Regions from separate parts of the Mus musculus genome. Here all the other regions are linked to region 1. The links are chromatin contacts, called in public HiCAR-type, HiChIP or PLAC-seq and promoter capture Hi-C maps. All regions are on one chromosome and are shown on one strand. The core of a region is the stretch at or near the end of the contact, and the rest is flanking DNA. Distances in the headings are between cores, read along the strand shown. Region 1 holds the start of Casp3 (caspase 3). Region 2 overlaps Stox2 (storkhead box 2). Region 3 has its middle 48 kb from the start of Gm39171. Region 4 holds the start of Stox2 (storkhead box 2). Region 5 has its middle 16 kb from the start of Gm39171.

Region 1 (2,700 bases), core at 186-2,685:
AATATTGCCTGGAGAGCTTCTTCATTCTGCTAAAAAGGGGGGGGGGCGGGGGGAGACAGCCAAGACCCAGGGTTTGGCTTCGCTAACCCGGTTTAGAGGATACGGTTTTACACTTAAGCCTTCAGGGTAAACATGAACATCTAGAAAACTGTTTTTGTTCGTGTCTTAAAGAGAGCACTGGAGAGGGGTCTTGGGCGGGAGACAGAGACCTGCAAGGAGGCTGCTTCAGTTCCCTGAGGTGGGCACAAGTCTGGCAGACACGTAGAAAGTCCACAAGACTCCGAAGAGGGGCCAGGTACAAATCTGTCAGACTCGTAGGTCTACAAGGCTCGGGGACTAACGGCGGAAGAAGTTGGGTCCACAAGAGGTGCCTGAGAAGGACGTTTCCTGGGTGACTCAACGGAGAATGAGGTAAAGACCCTGCTGTTCAAGTCGAACTTCACAGACTAATTAATAAGCGCGAAGAAGGGACAGTAACCGAGCATGGCTCAAGAGATGTCAATGCAAGCTCCTACAGTGACTTTGACCAACAAAGGAATGAGCTGGAGTATTCAAGGAGTAATGCTTAAAATCAGCTCTCCGCAAGAACCAAAAATCACAGTGCACTGGAGAAAACTAAAGGTGGAGATCAAATGCTCTTGTAACAGAGGGAGGCTGGGTCACTTAGAGCCGCCACAAGGTCAGCATCAGCCTAGCTTCCAGGCCCCAGGGCAGAACTTCCCCTATCCATCCTCTGCTACCGAGTCCACACCTCGGCCTGCAGATCCAGGATCCCGCCACCTCCCGCCACTCGGCTTCCAGGTTCACCCCCACACTATGGCCTCACCCCCTCCCGCCCCTGAAGCTCTGTACCCCGGGCGATCTCCAGATACCCCCCTGACTCCGCCTTTAAGCCTCAGCGCGGCCCGTGTGCCATGCTCGAGGGGTCTGAACCCGCTCCGGCTCACCCAGGTTTAGGGACACCGCACCGGCTCACCCAGGTTTAGGGACACCGGTTTGGCCTCCCGGGTCTGGGTTCTCAGCTCGGGATCGCGCTCCCGGCGCTGTTTCCAGCTTCTCTGCCTTCAGTGTTTGCCTGAGCAAGCCTGGAGGCAACACAAAGGATCCTCCGCCCAGATTGCCCGTTTCCCCCGCCTCCTCCAAGGAGCTGCAGACCCGCCAAAAGAGCGCCAGCTCCGGGGGACAACACAGGCCTTCGAAGGCGCGAGAGCAGCAGACACTCACCGTACCGTTCCAAGCTCCCCGCCGCAGGACACTGCGCTTTGATCCCACCAGCACCAACACTGCAACTGCAGCAGCAGCAGCAGCAACAGCAGACTACCGCCGGTCACGCCCCACGCCACGCCCCTTCTCTACCTCCCCGCCCCATCCCCCCTCACACACCCCCCAACACCTCATCTCGCACACGCCAGTCGCGATTGGTGGTTTCAGCCCCGACTGAGCCCCGTCTCGTAGCGCAGGCCCCGCCCACCCAGGGCAAGCCTAGGGCCCCGCCCCCTCCGGCTCCGCCCCCTCGCGCGGGTTTCAAGCTCTGGTTCCCGCCATCTCTGGCTCCGCCAGCTGCCGCCTCCGGCCGACTTGCGCCACTTGAGGTAAATTTTAGAGAGGTCTTTCGGCCACGCCTGATTCCGGGGGCGCCAAGATGGGCGTCTAGGGAGGCGCCTCTGCCAGTCAGAACTCTGGCAGGAGAAAATAGAGCTGTGCCCCGCACTCGGTAATTCTACTTCCTCTCAATTGCACCGAGGCCTTTCTTCACTTCCGTCCACCTCTTGCTCCCTCAGTGAGAGGTCCTGACTACCTTACTGAAATCTCTGACTGGTTTACGTCCTATTTCATTCAGACTCTGACTCTGGGAAGTGGGTTTTGTTTTGTTTTGTTTTTGCATAATATACGAAAACACGAGCACAGCGATCAGCATCGAATTTCAGGGGCCCAGAATATTCTTAAGGACAAATGTACTCCAGAGAGCAGCCTCTTGCCTTCACCGCCTTTGCTTCGTTGGATGTAAGGGACTGACGTACACGTAGCCACACAGATGTCTACCGTTCGTTGCGTGTGGAATTCAAGCTCTTGCATTTCCATAATACATTTTTTATTTTTTCCAGTTCCATCAAAGGCTTTAAAAGGATAAGTGGACGGGCAGTGGTGGTGCACGCCTTTAATCCCAGCACTTGGGAGGCAGAGGCAGGTAGATTTCTGAGTTCGAGGCCAGCCTGGTCTACAGAGTGAGTTCCAGGACAGCCAGGGCTACACAGAGAAACCCTGTCTTGGGGGGGAAAAAAAAAGAAAGAAAAAGATAAGTGGTTTGCTCTCATGAAGAGCCATAGTGGTTAAATGTAGATTCCAGAAACAAATTGATCTATCATTATCCCTCCCAAAGTAAGTTAGAATCAGCCATTTTCTGTTGGACTTTAGCAGTAGGATGCATTCAACCCTCGCAGTGCATCGTGGAGGCTGTAGTTCACAAGGAAGGGTCTAATTGAGAAACCCCTTGTGCCCGGACCCCTCCCTGTGCTAAACGTTCTTAACAAAGTGATACCTTAGATAAGGTATCCTCAGCAGTTTCCTGCCGTTAATGTTGACTTCATCTAGAGAAGTTCGTTAGAGCAAAACATCTGGAGGTGATAGTTTTCATCTAAGCCCTGTAATTTCTCCTCACTGTGGGGACTCAGAGGGACCTGAAGCCGCCCTGTAAATGGG
Region 2 (2,700 bases), core at 194-2,693, 630 kb before region 1:
CTGTGTTCCTTCCTTACTCCTCGCAGAGGACAAAGTAGGTCCTTGTACAGTGTCCTTGACCATTCTTGACTATCTAAGTGGGCAGGGCTTCTTTCTTTGGTACTCGGAAGTAGACCTTCAGGGATGCAGGCAAGACTACAGAGGGTTTTCCCAGTCCGTGTTCCCCGGGCGGGTCCTGCTCTCCCCTACCTCCTCCTCGGTTACTCGGGGGCTACAAATCTGCCCATTGCGGATTATTTCACACTGATAAAAATGAATAGCACAACCACGGAGGAAACAGAATCCAAGTCGGTGTTCCCAGGCTGTTGTTGCTCTCCCCCTTTTCTCATTTGATTCAAATCAGTGCAGACTGGCCTCCTTCGCAATAGCACTTGCACCTTCTGAACTTCGATGTTTGCTGTCTCTGCCCGTTCAGCTTGCTCAGAGCTAATTGTGTCGGTGGCAGGCTCAGATACCTTCAAATTTAAGATGTTTACCTTCAAAGATGCCTTTGGTATCCTCCCCAGTGACAAAGGTTTGGCTCAGGACGCAGAGGGAATTTTCAGAAAAGACGATGAAGGGAGGAGCCATCATCCTTGAAGCAGTTGGGAATGTTGGATTTATTTCTCTTTGCTTTGGTAAACAAAAGCTGGCATTTCTTTCCATGGGTTCTCAGCGGTGGGGCTGCCACCTTGGTAGAGACTGGTGGGCAAATGGAACCCATGCAGTAGGTTGCCAGCCTGGCGATTTTTGCCAGAACTTCTCTAAGCACTTGCCATATTGGCAGTGCCCCCTCCACCCCCCAATCCTCTCTGTGTTTGTTTATTTATTTATTTATTTATTTACTCACTCACTCTGCTTGCATCGTGGAATTCTGGGTAAAGCTGTTTTAAGTCAGAATCATGTTAAAACAACAACATTTAAGAGAACATTTTGACCAAGAACAATGCAAATATTGCAACATACGTAATCTATGCCAAATTGGCTTACAGATTTCAAAACAGGAAGAGTGTTGTTAGCGACGTTCATGGTTTGGTTTTGCTTTGCTGCAGATTAGGTTTAGCGACAAATTCCATCTGGCTACAGCTACATGCAGTCTCTCCATTGATTGGTTATATTGGGACTTCATGGGAGTGTCCTTCAGTTAGCTTTTCCCAGCATTTTTTAAAGCTTCATTGAAGAAAAAAATGGGGTGGGGGGGACGGGGAGGGAGAAAAGAGAAGGACCCTGCATTGTTTTAATTTGCGTCCAACATGCAAAACATAGTTCTAAAATTTTAATTAGCTAAGTGAGCGGTGAAAAGAAAAAAAAAAGTAATAGAACAAGCCTCGGTGAGCAGCTGGGATGTGTTGCCATGACAACAAGTTCAGCAGGGCTGCCAGCGAGCATGTCAATGGGTAATATTGGGAGAGGGCTTTGCAACAGTGCCTGCTAGCCACAATGTGATTGGTCACGCCTCTGTTGTCTTTGTGTGAACCGGTGGATGCTGGGTAAGACCCAGAGTGAATGCTCAGCTTGTCTCAAGGCTGCAATGAGGTAATGCTTCGGAATCTTTGGGGATTAGGAGCTCCTGGCTCCGAAAGACTGCAGTTTAGAGCGCTCTCCTTTCTCTTTGCCTTAATTACTGACTGTAACCCGTAAGGAAGTTTTACAGCTGCCTTCATTTGTTCTCTTATATGGGCTTGCGTTGTATTACAGATAACACGTGCAGACGTGGCATATAGAATCTCAAGCGTAGTCCAAAAAAAAAAAAAAAAAAAAAAAAAAAAAAAGAGATAACCCTCCATGTTATTCATCCTGCATAGAGTCAACATGCATTTGATCTCTGGCATCAGTGACAATCTCTCTTGGTGGATAAATGATATTTTAAAGTGCATTTGTGTTGGGTAAGCAAACTTGTTCCTATCTGGAGACGATTTTGGCATTGATTACTTTTTAGAGTCTTTTGTATGATTCGTGTTTATGATAGCCATGAGGGGGTTGCAGAAAGTGCCAGTTTTGCTCGTTTTTGATTCCTTGAGATTGGCCAGTTTATATCCTGATAATGATCCTACAGGGTTTTTTTTCCCCCCATTTATCGAACAGAATACGTGGCTGCTTCAGAATGATCTACTGAATAAATGCATTGACCGTTCAAACTCGAATCTAAAAAGGAAGCCGAGTTTACAGACAGCAGAGAGGGAGGGCTGTGGATGGGTGGTTTGTGAAGCACGGAGGGTGCTGGTGACAGAGACAAACCCCTAAGCCCCGACCCTGGTTCTCTGTGGCACCGTGACTCAGATCCTCTCCAGGATCTGTTCAGGTAGTCTGGGAACGTTTTGTCAGATTTGTGGGTAGTAAACTGGTGCCCTATGACGGTCGGGGCAGCGTCTACATCGGTGGTGTCCCTAACTAGTGGGGGGAACTGCACTGGATGATTGGATTCACCCCAGCTCCAGAGAGACGTGTGTGAGCCAGCATTTGGACCCAGCTGCTGCTGTATTGGCTTCTTGTTGTATTCACCTTGCAAACTGTTCCTAGAAAAGGCCTAAGTCTTTAAATGAATAAGCAGAATGAAACCACCTCAGCAACAAGGAATGCCTATTTCTGCCCCTGCAGAGCATGGTGAACTCTGCCAGTTGCCCAGCTTTATCTGAGGTCAGGCCACAGACGTGTCTCAGAACCTAGTTGATCCAGCGGGACCATCACCTCAGGAAATTCAAAGCTGTTAAGCAGTGGGTA
Region 3 (2,700 bases), core at 82-2,581, 750 kb before region 1:
TTCAATTCCCGGCAACCACATGATGGCTCACAACCATCCATAATGAGATCTGGCGCCCTCTTCTGGAGTGCCTGAAGATAGCTACAGTGTACTTACATATAATAAATAAATAAATAAATCCTTTAAAAAAGTAAAATACAAATACCTGTTTGATGTTTTAACTGATTGAGACAGGGTAGTAGTTACTGTGTAGCCTTGGCTAGCCTGGAACTCCCCATGCAGACTAGGCTGGCCTTGAATTCACAGAGATCTAGGGCTAAAGGCTTGTTGAGCCATCACACCTGTCAATATCTTCATTAAAACTTTTACTTTACATTATGAGATTAAATTAAATTTTGATCCTGCAGATCATACAAAATTAAAAGTAAAATAGAAAATCACTTTTCACATTTAGGTAAAACTTTTACATGAGTAAAACTACATACTAAATTTTGGGTCATTTTTATTTTAATATGATTTTTATGGTCATTGTAGTTATTAAAATGTTTTCAGCTGGGCGTGGTGACGCACGCCTTTAATCCCAGAACTCGGGAGGCAGAGGCAGGCGGATTTCTGAGTTTGAAGCCAGCCTGGTCTACAAAGTGAGTTCCAGGACAGCCAGAGGTATACAGAGAAACCCTGTCTCGAAAAAAAACTAAAAAAGAAAAAAAAATGTTTTCCGATGGCCCGGAATGATACATTTGTGTATGATAATTTGTTACATTTGTGTATAATTTGTTACATTTATGTATGGTAATTTGATTTATTACTCCCTTTTCCCTGTTACGGTTCTCCAAAGACATAGGATGTAGACTCAGTGCTATGCACCCTGTCTCCTACCCCCAAGAACATCCCCTCTACACATATTTCTCCTCCCCGGACACACAGGCACATACAGAGCGGGCCAAACTGGACAGGAAGACAAGCTGGAGATCGGGGCTGGAGATTCTGAAAGGTGCCTGCTGCCTGAGTTCCCATGGCCATCTATCCAAATCAGAGAGAGTAATCTGCTTTTCCCAGAGTCAACTGAGTGTTATTCTCATCTAAAACATACACAGTGGCATCTAGATGGATATTTGACCAGATGCCTGGTTACCATGGTTAGACAAATTGACTGAAAGGTTGTACCTACCGTTCTCCCAGGTTAAAAAGAAAAGAAAGAAAAGAAAAGAAAAGAGGAAAGGAAAGGAAAAAGGAAAGGAAAGGAAAGGAAAGGAAAGGAAAGGAAAGGAAAGGAAAGGAAAGGAAAGGAAAGGAAAGGAAAGGAAAGGAAAGGAAAGGAAAGGAGGAAAGAAAAGAAAGCACAACCTACACATGTCATAGCTCCTATAAGCCACTAGAGGGCACCATGACCATAGGAAATGGAAGGCATAGTGCCCACACTTTCTTTTAAGATAATCAAAGCCAGGGTAGAAACTCTGAGGGAAGCTTTCAAGTCTCTAATTTTTGTAGCTGGGAAAGTTGTGACCTTATGAAAGGCTACACTATGGGCTATGGAGGAAAACTGAAGTTCGGAGTTAGAACCATGACCTTTCACCTTGGCTTCTCGTGATTTCCACATAACGGCACACACTTTTGTTAGTGATCTCATGGCAATCATTTGCAATGCTGGGATTGTTTTGTTTGTTATAAGCTACATCTGAGAAAGAGGCCTCATCTTGTAAGAACAATGTAGGTGCAGAGTCTACAGAAGGAGTTACGGCAGGGCGGCTGCTCAGAGTTCCCACCCTTTGTTGGTATTGTGTCCAGAATAGTTTGGCTGAACACACAACACACTAAGGGTTTTCTTTGTTGGTTTCTTTTGTAAAACACTGGCTTCAAGTGACACCAGAGAGGCTTGCTGTGCACACAGTCTGGGTGCAAACATCTTTTCTTGGTGTGTGTGTGTGTGAGAGAGAGAGAGAACATATGTATGTGTGTTAGTTGCCAGGCAGTGTGTGTGGGGGTGTATTGAGTGAAAAGTGATGTCCCATGCAATAACATATATAATTTTTCTTTCATTTAAGAGTCAAGTCTAAATTTGAGAGCTCTAGCTCGTTAGTTCCAACAGGTGGATGAAGGGCTAATTTCTTTTGAGCATGCATGCATAATTTAAAATAAAAATTCTATATAACTTGGGAAAATACCATGTTTTGCCTTAAGTATCCGTCCTTTCTGGTTTTGTGGCAGCCCAGCCCCGTCTCCCTGTCCTAGACACCTTTCTCCAGGCTCTTTTCCTCTTCTTCGAGCTGCTGTCGCAGCCTTAGTCTCCCCACTAGGGGGCGAGCGAAGAAAGGCAGAACCAGGTCACAGGCCCGTTTGCTGCTCCAGGAAGAGCAAGCAGAGACTTACATAAGCGGGGTATTTGGGGCACTGTGTGGGGTGGCCATGTCCTGTACGTTGACTCTATAAAACTGTCAGGGATCCTCTCAGCTCAAAGGCTCCCACTGAAAATGATTAAAACACAAGATGCAACGGCAATGGGAATTTTAGTAGGATAAGCTTACCTCAGGGGCCAGATAACTCTCCTCGGTGCGATGAGTTTGCTATGGTTTGTCTGACTACAAGTACATGCTCAGGAACGTGGTTACTCAGTTCTGAGAGACCTCACAGCTGTGGATCCGTGAGTGTTTTCATCATCTTGGTATTGAGTGTCCTCTACCGCAAGTGCTAGGGACCAGAAATGGTTTTAGTTTTGGATGTCTTTGGACTTTGGTATATTTTAATAAACATAATGAGATA
Region 4 (2,700 bases), core at 161-2,660, 670 kb before region 1:
AACTCCTTCTATATAGAAATTATAAAATTATGGCTGTATTTTTGCTTTGAGTTCTTCTGTGGCCCCCAGTCCATCAAGAGTAGGAAATAAAACTTTGAACATGGCTAGCAAGTCCCTGCATGATCTACGCTCCCTCTCTCTGACCTCACCGCCCACGGCTTTCCTGTTCAGCTCTGACTCCAGCCATACTGGCCTTCTTGCATTTCTTCCAACAGAAACCAAGACTGGTTTAGACTTCAGGACCGTCGCACTTGTTCCCATGGCCCTGGACACCAATCCCTTCACTCTTTGAGGGGCTCTTCATGCTCTAGGCCCCAGCTACTGGCATGCCTCACAGAGGTTAATGCATCTTTATAAAATGTGGCACAACTTTTGGCTTTAACTCAGCTTCCTGCATTTCTTTTCTGCTGGACCATTCATTGCATGGGACCATATTTGGTATGTTGCCTATTTAATCTGCTCAGTGAATGAATACCAAAGTTGTCACATGATCACAATCCCTCTTAAGTCATAATTACTGCAAAAATTTGTGTGACCATTTTGGTGTCTTGAGAACTGATGTTTTGTTGATTTGAGATACCTGAATGTCAGTAACGCCCATTCGTGAAAACATTAACAAAAAATTCACCTCTATGGCCCTTTACACATTGATCTTCTAAACCAGTCGTCTTTCTGTTCCTTGCCATTTTAGCAAAGGGTACCTTTTAAAGGCTTGTCTTGAATCTAAAAGGAGGTCGCTAAACATTTAGCTAATAGGTTTGTAGTTAGTAATTAATATTGCTTGATGTAGTTATAGGTTTTATATGCGACTTGTGGCTTTTTATCCCCACCCCCTTGGTATCCACAGAGAGGTTGTTCTGGCTATGTATTACCAAGCCACATACTGGAGATGGATGATGGCCTCCCTTCTAGATCTCATTGCCTTTCTGCCTCCTGGATGTCTTGCCAGAGCTTCCTGAATCTTAACCCTTTAGGGCCCTCCGACTGCTGAATACACGTTTCCATGAAGGCTTCCTATTGCTGGCTCTGCATCTTGTCACCCATCAGCGTGGAATGCCACCTTTAAAAATGATTGGGAACGTCTCGTTGTCACAGATGCATTAAAGAAAAGGAAAAAAAAAAAAAAGAAAGAAAGAAAGAAAAAAAAAAAAAAAAACCACCCAGCTCAAACGGGAAATGACAGATCACCTCCAGAGGCAATCAAGTTTATTCTCCTTGTTTAGAGCTCAAAACGCATTTTTGGCAACCCAAATGGGGAGGTGAGAGTGGTGGATAAGAATGGGAGTGGCGGCGCGTGGCGGGGCTGGCGGCCAGGCCGGGCGCCTTTAACTCGGCGTGACCTCGCGTCTGGCCCGCGCCCCCTCCTCCGCGCGCACCGCTGTCCTGCAGCGATTGGTGCTTGGACCATAAGCAGCTGTGCAGGGCCCGGCGGTGCAGAGGCCCCGGGCCCGCCAGCGCAACCAGGCCATTGGGGAGTGACTTCCACTCAGGATCGCAGAGGGCGCAGGCCGTTGGCGCGTGGCAGTCGGCGTGGGCCTGGCGTCCCCGCGCGTTCGCGGCGCCCCGCGTCTCCGGCTGGGCGCAGGTGGACCAGGCCGGGCGCCGCAGATCAGCGCGTTCCCACGAAGGCTAGCCCTCGGAGCGAGGGGGAGGGACCATCGGAAAGACGTGGAACGATCCGCGCGGTGTCATCCGCAGGGCCCAGGCCCCGCGCCGCCGCCGCCGCCGCCGCCGTCGCCGTCGCCGCTGGGGCTTTGCTGCGGGGATCTACGCCGAGCCTCCGCGCTGCCCCGAGATTAGCATGACACTGGGTAGCCGTCCCGCTTTCGGCGGTGCCAGAGCGCAACGCGCTAGTCCCCGAGCCGCGATGGCCTCGCGCGGGGGCCGATCGCCGGGCTCCGCAGCCACCGCGGCCCGTGAGTAAGAGTATGCCTGCGGCGGGGGACCCACGCGTGTCGGCACGCGCCCCCACCCTCCCGCGCCCCCGCCAGCCTCGGAAGGAGGAAGCCTGACGGCGCGCCGCGGTCGCCAGCACCCAACGGGGCTCTTCCTGCGTTGTCGCAGCGGCGGTCCCGGTGCTCCCGTGCGCCCCCCGTTCGAGCCTCTGGAATGAAGACTGCCTCCCGAGGACTGCGAGAGAGAAGCAGAGACAGCGGGCGCCGGGGACTGCGGCCCTCGCGGCTGGGAGGTCCAGGGGGACGCGACTCGGACGCTGTCATCCCCACGCCTCGCGCTGAAGCCTCCTAGTGCGGTTGGGGCTGCCGCCCACCGGTCAAGCTGCCGGGGCGTGCGATCCCGGGTCGGCCCCCGGAGGCCTCGGCTTCCTCATTTGTTTGGGTCTTTTGTGCTGTGGCGCACAGTTGGCTAAGCACTCCTGCGCTGAATCGGGCCATTGTCTGCGCTCCCATTGCTTCCACGCTGCAAGTCTCGGCGCCCCCACCCGGGCCGCCCCCTCCCGGCCGCCGAGCCTCCCAACGTGCCTTCCCCCTCAGGAATCTGGAAGCTGGAAGCCCGGCGGATTGCAAATGAAGTGGAATGCATTGTGGGACGAGTGTAAAATCCGAGCCTTCTCCGTGGGGGTGTGGGGGGGCGTGGGGAGGGCCGGACCTGCCGCCGGCGGTGTAGACACCGACGAGAAGAGGGGCTGGGGGAAAAAATGTGCGCAGAGTCCTCCCGGGTCGTGGCCTCGGTAGACGGATG
Region 5 (2,700 bases), core at 156-2,655, 720 kb before region 1:
AAAAATCACACACACACACACACACACACACACACACACACACACACACACACATTTGTTACTTAAAGTTAAAACCTAGGTGTGTATTCCCTGACCACCTCAATGTGTGTAATTCCTAGATGAGCTCCACACGCCGTGGAAACATCACTGAATGAAGAGAGAGGGGACAGTGTATATCTCACATTGATGCCTGACAATTGGTTCTCTCTCTCTTTCTCTTTTGAAAAGTGGCTGGGGTGGACGGGGTCGTGGCTTTACCTAGCGTTTAGTCCTCGAAGTGGACAGAGGCTATCAAAGCCGATAGAATAATTGCTGTAAGAATTGCACCAAACAAACACATTCAGCACACGGAGGGCACCAGGTCCTGTGAACAAAAAGGCATTCTTATCTGCCCTAAATGAACTTACAGCCTGTTTGGGGAGATAAATATTACTATACAGTTTAATAAAAGGCCATGTTAGCAGTGTCCAAAGGCATTGAGAGAATCCAGACAGGGAGGCTGGCTAATTTAAGTGTGGAAGTCTGCAGGCTGGCTGATAGAAGGAATCAAAAGGTTGTAAAGAAAAGCTCCCCAAAGAGAAGAGTGATGGAGGGGGCGGGGCTGGGCGGGGCGGGGCAGGAAGAAGATGGAAGTTAGCGTTTGGAAGAGGGGGATGAAATAAAGGATGTTGTAAGCTGAAGAAAGAAGCAGTGTGTGACAGAGGCTTGAAGGCAAGACAAACTTCTTGGGGGAATCAGAGCAGAGACAAGAGAGGAATTTGTTTGGTGGTCAGGACTTTTGCTGCTGAGCCGCTCAGGGGCCATTAACGTTCAAGCCAGTGAAGGATGCGGTTGAAGTTTATGCTTTAGGAAAAGCCAGGAGGGAGTGACATGAGCCATTACCTGAGATCCTTCTTGGATCCTCTGATCGGACTGTTCCCAGCAGACACAGGTCGATAGAGAGCAGTGATTCTCAACCTTCCTAACGCTGCAATCCTTTAATACAGTTCCTCATGTGGTGACCCCCCTCCCAACCATAAAATTATTTGTGTTACTACTTCATAACTGTAATTTTGCCTTTGTTACGAATCAGAATGTAAATACCTGTGTTTTCCGATGCTCTTAGGCGACCCCTGTGAAAGGGTCATTCGATCCCCAAAGGGGCCCTGATGCACACAGCTTGAGAAACACTTATGTAGAGGAAACACCCAGGTACTAGGAGACACCATGTGGTGGCTACTGGCTTGCCACAGAACTTTAGTTCCTTTTGCTGTTAGCTCTTCTTCTTCATCCCTAGAGGCCTCTGCACTCTGTGACTTCAGGCAATAGATGCCTGGCTGATGTAAAAAACATCAGCTGACCCCAAACCTGGAACTTAGTTGCTCAAGAGCCAGCTTGTTGACTCCCCCTCCCCCACTGGCCTTTTTCTCCAGTGTCTCTAGGTGGAGCCTATAGGCATTGTATTATCAATAGCAAGGAAGCAATGTCCTGTCCCCCCATCCTGCCCCACCCCCACCCCTGCTCAAACCTGTTCCAGAACCCTGAAGATCCTGTTTCCCCAAGTGAGAATTAGGGGCACTTCAGCCTTCCCAGCTTCAGGGTGTCTGACCTAAAATATTTGCTTTCATGAGGCATTTTAAGTGATTTATGAAGAGGGGGAAGATGGCGGGAGAGGGCGTGTGTAGACTGGGTGACCTTGACCTCATTAGATCAGGAGTATTGCGCTGTAGGACCAGGCACTGAAGGGGTCACATTACTTGATGTCATTGTTTCTCCTAATTGCTCTCAAGATGAAAACCTTTTTCTTAGTGTTTCCCAAACTAACAGTTTTTATTTTTGAAACTTTCAGATCTTTTCTAAACATAAAAGTTGCTGGGTTTAAAAAAATCTGTATATTTTCCGCATGTTATCACCTCCTTACCTGATAAAAATAGTTATGAGCTGACAGTATTCACCATGTTCCGGGAATTGTTCTATACCCCAGGCATATGAAAATTCAGCTAATTTCCTTAGTAACCCATCCAAGAAGGTCCTGTTATTAGTATCACTTTAGTATCAGTAGGAAAAAATATATAAATATAACTATGAACACACAGGCACATACACACACAATCAAAATATTTGCCAAGACAAAACAAAACAACAAAACATGCTTCCCACCAGAAGTATCTTAGATATCAGATTTGGAAATATGTCTATATACAAATGAGGTGACTTAGAAACGGGACCCAAATGCAAACCCATGTTTTATATGTATTATACGGTGTGCTTTTGTTCCATTGTCTTCCAAAAGCACCTGTGTTTGGTCACGTGCAGTCAGGCCTGGAATTTTCTACTTGCTGCTTATACATTCAAAGCTTTTGGACTTTAGAGAAGTTTGCATTTCAGGTTTTCAGATTGCAGATATCCAAACTGTAATAGCAACAGGAATGATACACCTGGTATGAAAACCTAGGCAGCCTGGCCTTGAAGACTGGCTAAGTAGGCTGTGCACACAGATACTTTGTATCTTTACATTGGGCGCCATCTTTACTACACTCATTCTTCCCAAATCCTGACCACTGAGAAGTGGCAAGGTATGCATGGACTTGCACAAGTTACTTATATTTTCTGTCTCTTCCTTGTGTATAAAATGACTTCAGCTTTAAAGTTCTTGAGAGAGGGGGGAGGGAGGGGGAGTTGAGGAAAAGAGGAAGGGAAAGAGAGGGAAAGGAGAGAGCG

What was found. Promoter capture Hi-C pulls out the DNA fragments that hold promoters and counts their contacts. HiCAR-type assays count read pairs that join an accessible place to other places. HiChIP or PLAC-seq counts read pairs in DNA pulled down with a chosen protein or histone mark.
Region 2: a HiCAR-type map of astrocytes shows a contact between it and region 1, with 2.6 times the contacts expected there. The contact joins the enhancer-like site here to the promoter of Casp3 in region 1. A contact is called at or near these places in 1 of 39 promoter capture datasets (hippocampal neurons), 3 of 115 datasets of contacts at active chromatin or transcription factors (astrocytes, forebrain and large pre-B cells) and 1 of 9 other capture datasets (liver).
Region 3: a promoter capture Hi-C map of hippocampal neurons shows a contact between it and region 1, with 7 times the contacts expected there. The contact joins the enhancer-like site here to the promoter of Casp3 in region 1. A contact is called at or near these places in 19 of 39 promoter capture datasets (the 3T3-L1 cell line, 3T3-L1-derived adipocytes, the C10 cell line and 11 more), 1 of 15 datasets of contacts at CTCF or cohesin (large pre-B cells), 17 of 115 datasets of contacts at active chromatin or transcription factors (the 230-238 cell line, T-cell acute lymphoblastic leukemia, craniofacial prominence and 8 more) and 2 of 9 other capture datasets (embryonic stem cells and liver).
Region 4: a contact with region 1 is called in an H3K27ac HiChIP or PLAC-seq map of cardiomyocytes, with 6 times the contacts expected there. The contact joins the promoter of Stox2 here to the promoter of Casp3 in region 1. A contact is called at or near these places in 4 of 39 promoter capture datasets (cranial neural crest, embryonic stem cells, hippocampal neurons and 1 more), 1 of 484 Hi-C or Micro-C datasets (cortical neurons) and 7 of 115 datasets of contacts at active chromatin or transcription factors (astrocytes, cardiomyocytes, embryonic forebrain and 3 more).
Region 5: an H3K4me3 HiChIP or PLAC-seq map of embryonic stem cells shows a contact between it and region 1, with 8 times the contacts expected there. The contact joins the enhancer-like site here to the promoter of Casp3 in region 1. A contact is called at or near these places in 4 of 39 promoter capture datasets (cranial neural crest, embryonic stem cells, hippocampal neurons and 1 more), 10 of 115 datasets of contacts at active chromatin or transcription factors (astrocytes, embryonic forebrain, embryonic hindbrain and 4 more) and 1 of 9 other capture datasets (adipose tissue).

The regions. Positions count from the first base shown.
Region 1 is chr8:46,616,026-46,618,725 of GRCm38.p6, reverse strand. It overlaps Casp3 (caspase 3), which reads right to left and starts at 1,435. Exons shown (of 7, transcript NM_001284409.1): 1 at 1,225-1,435. It overlaps Primpol (primase and polymerase (DNA-directed)), which reads left to right and starts at 1,499. Exons shown (of 15, transcript NM_001001184.2): 1 at 1,499-1,592.
Region 2 is chr8:47,241,499-47,244,198 of GRCm38.p6, reverse strand. The region is part of intron 1 of Stox2 (storkhead box 2); the gene reads left to right. Among named protein-coding and RNA genes, the nearest start is that of Gm51570, 22 kb to the right of the region's middle. Within about 2 kb of position 1,443, at least 185 of the 459 cell types and tissues checked have an H3K27ac peak or open chromatin away from gene starts, as enhancers often do. A contact at or near this core is called in astrocytes, forebrain and hippocampal neurons, where this site is marked.
Region 3 is chr8:47,370,457-47,373,156 of GRCm38.p6, reverse strand. It overlaps a transcript of Stox2 not described here. Among named protein-coding and RNA genes, the nearest start is that of Gm39171, 48 kb to the right of the region's middle. Within about 2 kb of position 1,331, at least 30 of the 459 cell types and tissues checked have an H3K27ac peak or open chromatin away from gene starts, as enhancers often do. A contact at or near this core is called in forebrain, hippocampal neurons and stem cell-derived neural progenitor cells, where this site is marked.
Region 4 is chr8:47,288,112-47,290,811 of GRCm38.p6, reverse strand. Stox2 (storkhead box 2) reads left to right here and starts at 1,410. Exons shown (of 4, transcript NM_001114311.1): 1 at 1,410-2,700.
Region 5 is chr8:47,337,801-47,340,500 of GRCm38.p6, reverse strand. It overlaps a transcript of Stox2 not described here. Among named protein-coding and RNA genes, the nearest start is that of Gm39171, 16 kb to the right of the region's middle. Within about 2 kb of position 1,405, at least 12 of the 459 cell types and tissues checked have an H3K27ac peak or open chromatin away from gene starts, as enhancers often do. A contact at or near this core is called in embryonic stem cells, where this site is marked.